2 separate regions of the Zea mays genome follow, and region 1 is linked to region 2. The links are chromatin contacts, called in public Hi-C maps. All regions are on one chromosome and are shown on one strand. Each heading gives the region's core, a stretch centred on a gene start, on an enhancer-like site or on the middle of the called end of the contact. The rest is flanking DNA. Distances are from core to core; before and after follow the strand shown.

The links. Hi-C and Micro-C count contacts between places; a contact is called where the count stands out from the background.
Region 1: a contact with region 2 is called in a Hi-C map of ear, with 1.9 times the contacts expected there. The contact joins the promoter of LOC100278087 here to the enhancer-like site in region 2. A contact is called at or near these places in 2 of 25 Hi-C or Micro-C datasets (ear and leaf).

Annotation. Positions count from the first base shown.
Region 1 is chr5:181,849,803-181,854,693 of Zm-B73-REFERENCE-NAM-5.0, forward strand. It overlaps LOC100278087, which reads right to left and starts at 1,514. Exons shown (of 2, transcript NM_001352753.1): 1 at 1,390-1,514; 2 at 546-1,258. The coding sequence starts at 1,395. The coding sequence ends at 767.
Region 2 is chr5:181,698,279-181,703,294 of Zm-B73-REFERENCE-NAM-5.0, forward strand. No RefSeq gene overlaps it. Among protein-coding and RNA genes, the nearest start is that of LOC100191881, 6.6 kb to the left of the region's middle. Within about 2 kb of position 1,638, at least 18 of the 20 cell types and tissues checked have an H3K27ac peak or open chromatin away from gene starts, as enhancers often do. A contact at or near this core is called in ear and leaf, where this site is marked.

The DNA.
Region 1 (4,891 bases), core at 264-2,763, 150 kb after region 2:
ACGTCCCACCACCCCATTCCAGCAGCTTCCCTTCCTCCTCCTAGCTTCCCCCATCCTCCTCACTTCCTGGAGCCGATGGAGCTCCGACCCAGAATCCCACTCCCGTCCTCTCCTACCACGGTTGCTACGGTATAGACTATAGTGTACACTTTACAGTGCATCCCCGAAATCTCGCCACTCGTTCGCAACCCAGTCCGGTGGGCCCGAGTGGCTATTGTCGGCTCCAAGAAGCTCGCACCGTGGTCGCGGGCGGATGGCGGCGAGGCTCGCGGCAGCGGTGCTGCTGTGCGCCTGCGCGGCGGGGCCGGCGACGGTGCTGGCATCGATGGGAAGAAAGATCTGGCGCAGAGGGAGCGGCTGCCATGGATGGAAGGGCGCGGAGGGAGCACGACTGCCATGGATGGAAGGGACCGAACCGTGCGCTATGGATGGAATGGCGCCGTGGGGGAGGCGACCGAGAACGACATAGACGCGATGGTAGAACGTGGCGCACGGGTGTGGACGCCTACAATAAAATCTTATAGAGTAGTATATGTTTCTTTTTTAAAAAAAAGTATCATTGATCACAGCAATTCACAGAATCCACAGCACACAGCACATGTGACGAAACGGGGTACAAACTAAAAACAATAACCCGGTCCGGTTGCGGAGACGAAATGCATGGCACTAGCTAGCAGCATATGTACAGGGAGCAGATGAGACGAGAGGGACACATGTCGTACGCTATGAACAAACTGAACAAGTGTAGCAATATAATACTGTACTACTACATGATGGAGCAGCCGTTGGGGTCGGTAGCGGCGGCCGGGTAGTACTCGTAGTGCACGGCGGCGGCGGGAGCGGCGTAAGGCGGCGGCTGGTAGCTGTAGTACTGGGACGACGGTTGCTGGCCGTAGTGGTAGTAGTAGTCGGGCGCCGCCGTAGCCGTCGTGGTCGTGGTCGGATAGGCGTAGCCGTAGTAGTGGGTCTCTCCGTTCCCGTACCCGGCGTCGCGCGAGAGGCTGCCGCCGGTCCGGGACCCGCCGGAGTAGGCGGAGTGTATGGTCCGCAGCTCGACGACGTCTGCGTGGCCCACCTTGCGGCGCAGGCGGGTGGTGAGGTGGTTGCAGTCGACGCCGTCGCCGACCACGCGCAGCAGGCTCTTGCCCTTCCCCGACAGCGTCACCGACTCCACCCCCGGCGTCGCCGCCGCCACCTTCATGGCCTTGGCGTGGCCCTTCTCGGAGCCCCCCTCCTCCATCCGGATCACCATCTCCGTCTGCACGCGCACGAGACCACACTGATAATTAAGTACCCTTGCCCTTGGTAGTGGTACGGTCAGGTGACAAGAGGAATGCCAAGGCTTGTCAGCCTTAATTACCAATGATCATGATGGAACCGTCGGCTTACCCTCATGCTGTAGTGCTAGTAGTAGTAGTACGTAGTACTAATCCGTATCGCTGTTGTTTGTCTAGTGACTGCGACGATCGAATGGCTTTATGATTAGCTTTCAACAAGCTGCCTCGTTGGTTCCTGAGAAGAGGAGGGTGCCTGTCTCGCCTTATATATACATACAGGATTCCTAGAGAGAGTTGAGCCGAGAGCAGAGGAGACCGACCGCGTCGGTGCCGAAAGCGCGTTACTTTCAGGGCAATTGCCTAGGCACTGCCCACTGCGTGCCGCCGTCATTGGATTCTTTTTCTTTGCGTCGAAGCAGAGTACCGCGCACGAACACCCAGAGGAAACACTTGCATGCATACGAGAGGAAGGAAGCCTTCACAACGCACCACGCCACGCCACACCCCAGGGTTGGTTTGAGACTTGACAGAGCCACCGACCACCAGCCACGCGGTGGCACTATAGTCAAGATCCAAGATTGTTGGCGACACCGTACCAGGTGGCAAACTTTTTTAAATCCAGAGTTGCTGTGGCGGTCGGAAACGGTTGCCAATCAAGGTGTCCTGTCGTCTAGTCAAGCCAGCTTCACCGATCATCACCTTCAAAAAAAAAGTTAAAAACAATCCATCAAGACATGATGTGTCGTGTCGTCTGTGTGGGTGGCCATCCAGCTGCTGTAGTTCTTTTCCTTCCCATTTCCCCGACAACAACAACGTACGTACATGAAGACTTGAACAGCATCTAATTTGTTCTTGCTCCTGTGGCGGAGATTTCCGGGCTGAAAATCTCTGCTCCTCTTTGTTTTTTGTTAGATTCTTTTGGAACCGGCTTTTGCTACTACTTCGTTGAAATTACACTAACACAAGCAGCATCGGCTGGACTCGGTTGCTTCGCCAGTTTGGCTTTTCCTCCTCGTCACGGCGCAAACCTTTTCACCCCCCGTTTTTGGGGCCTTGAATATCCTTGTGGAATTGCCGGAGCTAACCTTGTCCGACATTCGTAGCATGTTTGGTTTTTTACTTATAATTTGTCTTATTAGAAAACGAAGAAACCGAAGCAAATGATGTATGTTCTTTTTCATTCGATGGTGGTGTATATTTATACATAGTGAAATGACAGAAAATATGTCCGTTCACCATGGATGGTTTTCTCGTCGTAGGAGAGGGAGAGTTTGGGAACATGATTTACATTAAGGAATATTATTAACACTAATTCTATTAACTAATGACCATCGATCTTGATTAATCTCCACCTTTGATATTGAGTGTGTTTCTTCCTCCGGATTGCTGACGTGGACGAAATCATTTTTTCCTTAACACTCCTCCTTGATTGAGTCCATCAAATGAAAATCCTGCATTTAAAATTTCTACTATACCTCATATCACCTTACAAAAACCCTGTGGGAAAATTAAGAGTGATATGGTATACGCTCGTATTAATATTGTCTCATTAAATCTTTATATGATAAAAACTCTTTGTGAGAGAAAAACCACATAAAGAAAAGAGTGCAATATGATGTTAACTTGTTATGTATCAGTGAGAGTTACTCCCCCTGAATTTTGCAGGCCTCTAAATCTTCTCATACCTATACCTTCAACATATTTTGAAAATGTAGAGTAAGGTAGGGACTTAGTGAATAAATCCGCGAGATTGTCGCATGATTTAGTCCGCAATATATTTATTTCTCCATCCTTTTGTAATTCATGAGGGAAAAATAATTTTGGAGCTATATGCTTAGTGATATTGCTCTTAATATAACCAGTTTCCATCTGAATAACACAAGCTGCATTATCTTCATAGATAATGGTAGGTGATTTTAGAGAACCTATACCACAAGATTGTAGCAATTATTTCAGAATGATTTGTGGAAGTGGCTACTAAAGTTTGTTTGGTTGATTTCCAAGAGATAGTTGTTCCACTATATAAATAAACAAAGCATGTTTGAGATCTGGCATTGTGAGGATCTAAAAGATAGCCAGCATCTGTATATCCAATTAAAGTCGAGTCTTGGCCTCTTTTATAGAAAATACCAAAATCTCTTGTACCATTGAGATATCTAAGGATATGTTTTACTCGTGTCCAATGATGTTTAGTAGGAGCAGCGCTGTATCTTGCAAGTAGATTCACTACAAATGCAATGTCCGGCCGGGTACTATTTGCTAAATACATAAGTGCACCAGCTGCACTTAGATATGGGTAATTTGAACCCAAAATATCTTCTTTCTCTTCTCTAGGTCGGAATGGGTCTTTCTCCATGTCAAGAGATCTCACAACCATAGGAGTTTTGGAGGGATATGAATTATTCATATTCAATTTCTCCAATATTTTTTGGACATAGGCTTCTTGATATATGAATATGCCAGAAGGCAAATGCTCAAGCTGTAAACCCAAGCAAAATTTGGCTTTACCCAAATCTTTCATTTCAAATTTCGTCTTTAGATGATGACGTGCTTCATTTATATCAATATCACTTCCAATGATGTTAAGATCATCAACATATACTGATATGATGCAAAAACCTGATGTGGAATTCTTAATGCAAACACATGGACAGTCATCATTATTAGTGTATCATTTTTTGGAAAGGAATTTACTTAAGCGCTTGTACCACATACGCCCTGATTGTTTTAAGCCATACAATGACTTTTGCAATTTTACACAATACATGTTACGATTTGCCTTTGGATCCAGTACATTTATTCCATCTGGAACCTTCATGTATATATCTGAATCTAATGACCCATATAGATATGCGGTCACGATGCCCATCAACTGCATAGATACACGATTTTGTACTGCCAGTGATATTAAATATCGGAAAGTGATGCCACTCATCACTTGGGAATAGGTTTCTATATAATCTATTCTAGGTTTTTGCGAAAAACCTTGTGCTACTAGCCTTGCTTTGAATCTCACCACTTCATTTTTCTCATTCCGTTTTTGAATGAATACCCATTTGTATACAACAGGGAAGACACCATAAGGTGTTGACATGACTTCCGAGAATACTTTTCTTTTATAAAGCGAGGCAATTTCTGTTTGTATTGCTTCTTTCCATTAATTCCAATCCGAGCACCTTTTGCACTCAACTATGGATTTAGGATCTGGATCATTTATAATATCAATAATTTGTTCAGAAAAATATATGTCGACAATAGTATACTTTCTATCATATGATTTTCCAGTTTCGATGTAATTTGTGGCAAGTTCATTTATCTTCAAAGATTCATCAAGATTTCCCTTATCGTTGATCCTTGTGTTTTCCGATGGCCCTTGTTTATTAATATGTGCACTTGATGTCACACCCGGATTTAAGGAACAAATCCAGGTGCATCTCATATGTGCGCCAAGGAAGAACAACACACATAATAACAGAGTGCATAGAGATAAATGTCATAAATATCATAAATGTACTTATTACATAGCGGAAGTCTTACAAAAATAAATGATAAAGTAAAGCAAACTAAATATTATTCCCTGGCACCACAAAGCTGACTTGGAGACGCCACCTGGA
Region 2 (5,016 bases), core at 388-2,887:
ATTGGTCCACCAGAGTAGAAAAATTCTCAATATACTCTGAAACTACACCAGTTTGCCTAATACGAAACAGCTGACGCAAGAGCGACTGGTATTGATCACGACCGTAACGACCATGAAGAAGGGTGCAAAACAACGGCCAACTAATATGATGATACTGATGCTCTAAGGACTGAAACCAGCAAGCAACAGACGGTGTCAAATGCATAGTAGCGATTTTGACCCATGCCTCAGGTTCAACAGAATACATGTCGAAGTATTTTTCACAACGCGAAATCCAAAGTCGCGGATTATCGCCATCAAACATGTGAAAAGGCAGTTGAGGCATTCTGCTGGCTGCACGCGGACCAGCGTCCAGAAAACGCTGACGGGCTAAGCACTCATCATATAAGGAACCATGGAAACGAGGTGGGGAGGAAGGGGAAGGTCCCGTACCCTTGACCGGGCCAGGGAGGAGGATCGGGTCCGATCCAAAACCCTGATCCCGGTGGAAGTGATCGTCGCGGTGGCCGATCTGGCCGATTGGTTTGGTGAAGCCGAGATTGCTGTTCGCGAAATCCGGCTTAGAGAGAAGTCCAGGTTGCAGCGGCGCCTGCTCGAGGACGGATCGGTCAACTTGTTTGCCGAGCTTGCGCAATTCCAACTTCAGATCGTCCATGGCGGCATCGACCTTAGGCCGCCACTGGTCGAGATCGGCCGTCGCCGACTCCAGAGCGCCCAGTCGTCCTTCCTTGCGACGATCAGCCTCCGTGAACTGATTCTCGAGCGCAGCAAACTTCTTCGTCATCTCATCAAGGATGAGCTTCGTATTGGCATCCATTGTTTGGCGAAGTTGCTGCGAGCGAGTGTTGTAATGGTGAGCAACAGACTGCGCCAGAGCGACGACTCCCGGGACCGACGAATCTGATACCAGAATGTTAGCAGAAGCAGAGAAGAGAGGTTTCGTGGGCAAGAAGAAGAAGAAGATAGCGGGGAAGCGGGGATTGGTATTGTGATTTCTGATCATTCTCTGTCCAAAGCGTTCTGCTTATTACATATTTGTACCTCTCACTACTGCCTCAACCATTCCGGCCCACATACACGCACATTGGGCTTGCGAACACGTCTTGCCACTCGCGGCCCATTCACAGCCGGCGTCTTCTCCACAGCGCCTTCATCAGCCACCGGCGTCGCCTTCTGCGTCGCGTCTTCTTCAGCCGCACCTTCCACTGGAGAGCCCGTGGGTGGAGTCCTGACACACACTCGCACTACTACCTTGGTCCGTCGTTGTTGGTAGGGCCCCTCCTCTGCTCTCCGACTAGCTTCGCTTCTCGTGGGTCCTTGGCTCCTTGCGTGTTCTAGATCGCTGTGGTGGACGTGCAATGTATGGCGGGAGATATATGAGCTCCGGTCTGGAGAGCTGAGTGGACAAGTGGGAAAGGAGCGCCAAGTGTGGAGAAGCTTCTATTGGAGCTCTGGAAGTGTCTTGAAGCCCAAATTTCACAGGCAAGGACACCGGACAGCGACAGCGTTTATGTCCACTCTCTTCGGTCAAAGTACGTAAATGCCCCTCACGTCACGTGGACCACACCATGGCATACAGTCGCGTCTAGTACCGTCGTCATTCAAGGCTCGGCCCGATTCTGCTTCGTCCACTAAACGCATCGAGTAGGCCGGGCCGGGGAAGGTAAGAAAGCAGCCCATAATATATCCACGCGACCACGCCGTCTATTTGTGTAGCAAGCGTGGCCGACTACGAGCTTGGGCCGAATAGAGAGACCCCGTGTGGACAGGATAAGTTGCGGTGAGGCATTGGTGGTGCGGTACGCAATCAAGAGGAGGATGAGAGGCTATCTATATAACGAGGGGAAGGTAAGAATACATCCGTGCCAATAAGTTAAAAATAAATAATCATAATCTTAAATTTTAATTTCATCTAATATTAAAAACTAATTATATTACTATATAATTTAGTGTTTTCAGTAAATAATTTGCTTTCTAAGACTTCTAACAAATCAGAATAAATATATTAAGATATAAAATATAGTATTAATATTTTTCTCAAATTTTAATCCATTTTATTATTTAAAATATATTTAGTATAAATAAAATGTTCTTGCGACAATATTCTAATTTGTATAAGATTTTAATTTGCTTTTAGTATGTTATTGTTTCTTTATTTTTAAGTCTTGTTTGTTTAGTTAAAATTGAATCTCATTCTATCAAATAAATTCAATTAAAATTAAATAACTTAAACTCAAATTTATTATATTTTTTCAACGTGCAAAAAAAATAATTGTTAGAATTAGATTCTAAATATTGTTTAGATGATAAAAAATTCAAATATAATATGACACTAGCAAAACACTTACTCTCTCTCGCCCCATTAAATTCTCTATATTCAAAACCAATACAACAAATAAACATGTCATATAACATCTAACAGTTAGTTACCAATTGAAATCAAAATTCATTTAACAATAAAAAGAGAGCACATGAATAGTTTACAACAATCGATCCCGTATCATTAGATTGTTCAACAATTTAGCAGAATTCTCTCTTAATACAAAAGTTTTAAAATTAACATATACATATATATTTTTGAAAAAAAGCATTGTTCATATCGCCATTTGAAATAATGTAACCCTTATCCTAAACTAACTTCTTACCTTTCTCGTTATTTAAAGAAAAAAATTATAAAGGTTATCTATAAAATATTATGTACCAATGCAATGCGTGCAAAAAAATATAAATATATTTGGTCATGCACTTATTGACTTATGATAGAACTTATCATAAATCAACCATGTCTCGCTTAGTAATCCACAAAAATTTGATTAGCTTTGATATTTCTAAAATTGCTTTATTCATTTTATAATTGAACATTATTAATCATACCCACTTTATTTTGAACTTTATGTGATTGAATAGATATTATTTAATCAACTTTCTGTAAAAGTAAGTCATCCATATCTCTTTCCCTATCGATTATAGATTTACATAATATGTACCAAACATTGATAATCATAATCTGTATATATTACATTAGTTACATGCTAGGTTTATTCAAAATTAAATTTCAATGTTACTAACTACGGATTATAAAACATCAGATTCTGTAAATCAAAATATGAGTTGCATCTTAGTATAGCCTACCTCATCTTCAACTGAACAAATGTTCTTTCTATTACATTTCTAATTGTTAAATGATACATATTGAATATTTTTTCAGTTGATAGATTATTACCATTAGCAGGCCACTCATTCAAATGTTAGCGAGTGGATTAATATTTAGCAAGAAAGACTTGTCCATTAGTGTATTTAATATATATAAGATAAAGTAGTATTTCTCACTAGCAATAACAAATGCATTGTCGCGAGACATTAACACACATGAATCTAAAACTGATCATTTCCATCGCGCTAAAATTTAAACAAATTTCATGTGTTGATCATAAAACTCCAAAATATTAGTGCTAATCTATTTCTTCTTATTCATATATCTCGCTTAATCATCCAAGACAAAAAAACATAAATGTGTGTATAGTTGATGGGTCTGAAAGCTTAATAAATTCATGTCATAATGTTATAACATCTCATTGGAATGTCGACTAATTGACTTAAGTGACCACTCATATGAGTTATGAATCATGCTTGTCTAAATGTCATGGTCCACTATAAGCAAAAAGATAGTTACATTTTTTCTTATACTGCGATGTGACAGTTAAGATATCACACACAGGGGCGGAGCCAGGATTACAGTATAAGGGGGGCCGACCAATTCATCAATTATATGGTGAAAAAATATTGTATGATGTTTTTAAACTTAAGCACTTACATGAAATAAGAATTCTAGTTCTTTATAAATTATCTTAGTACATGAATCTATTTTCTATCTAATTAATATATTGAACTAAAGTAGTGTCATATTAAGAGTAGCTCCAATAGCTTCTATATAAATCCTAGCTAGATATAACGTTTAGAGAGCACTTTATAAAATAGATAGCTTCCTACAAGCATTGGGTACCAAGACTATGTAAACAAAGCGTTGACTCAGTTTTGTTTTTCAGGTTTGAATATGCATGATGACTTTTTCCATTTTTCCATTGCACACTCCATCGCTGCATGTTTGAGTGCTAGACTACCTAAAGAATCGGACTTTAACAACCTGAAGACTAGCTCGTGGATCACATCTTTGTTTGTTGTGGAGGGTTAAGTGTGTGTGCATGATTTGGTTTATCTAGGTGACTAGGTCATACATGCAGAAAGGGGAGTGGAGCAGCCTATCGCTTGAGTTGTTTAGGAAAAAACTTCCGTTTTTAATTAGAATTTAGACGACTGCGCTTGCTTTGTAAGTTTTTTCAGCCAATTAATTTAGGATTAGGGAGGACTCCACACCTGCAAACTAAACCCAACGTCGGGAGGACTCGACGCCTATAACTTGAAGATTATCGCACTACTGCGACAACCAGGTGCTGTACGAAGCTGTCGAGAATCGGACGTCTAGAAGCTGAAAGCTACCGCCGTGACTTCGACGTCTTGTACGAGGCCACTTCGACGGTATAGAGTTAGATGATGAATTCAATCAGTTTGTAATGAACGACCTGATTGATCCGTCATCTTCGGATGATGAGAATGATCTGTTTTTTGATGCCGCGCACGTGATCGTTGATGGTTTAGTTAATCATCCGGGACGAATTGGTTCTGTTGAGGAACACGAGTGCATCGTGACAGACTATTACACCATGCTCTTCTTTACAAAGACTATTTCTCAGATAATCCTACGTTCAATTCAAAGATTTTTAGACGGAGGTTCGCAATGTTTTCTATTTTTCCTATTTCTTTTTACATCATTTCAGTATTGCTAATTTTTAACTGCATCGTGATATAGGTTTCGGATGAGGTGACCTGTATTTCTTCGCATAATGAATGATGTTGAGGAACATGACAACTATTTTGTGCAGAAGAGGAATGCTGTCGGTGTGCTAGGACTATCTTCTCTGCAAAAGGTTGTTGCGGCTTTCCGTATGTTAGCTTATG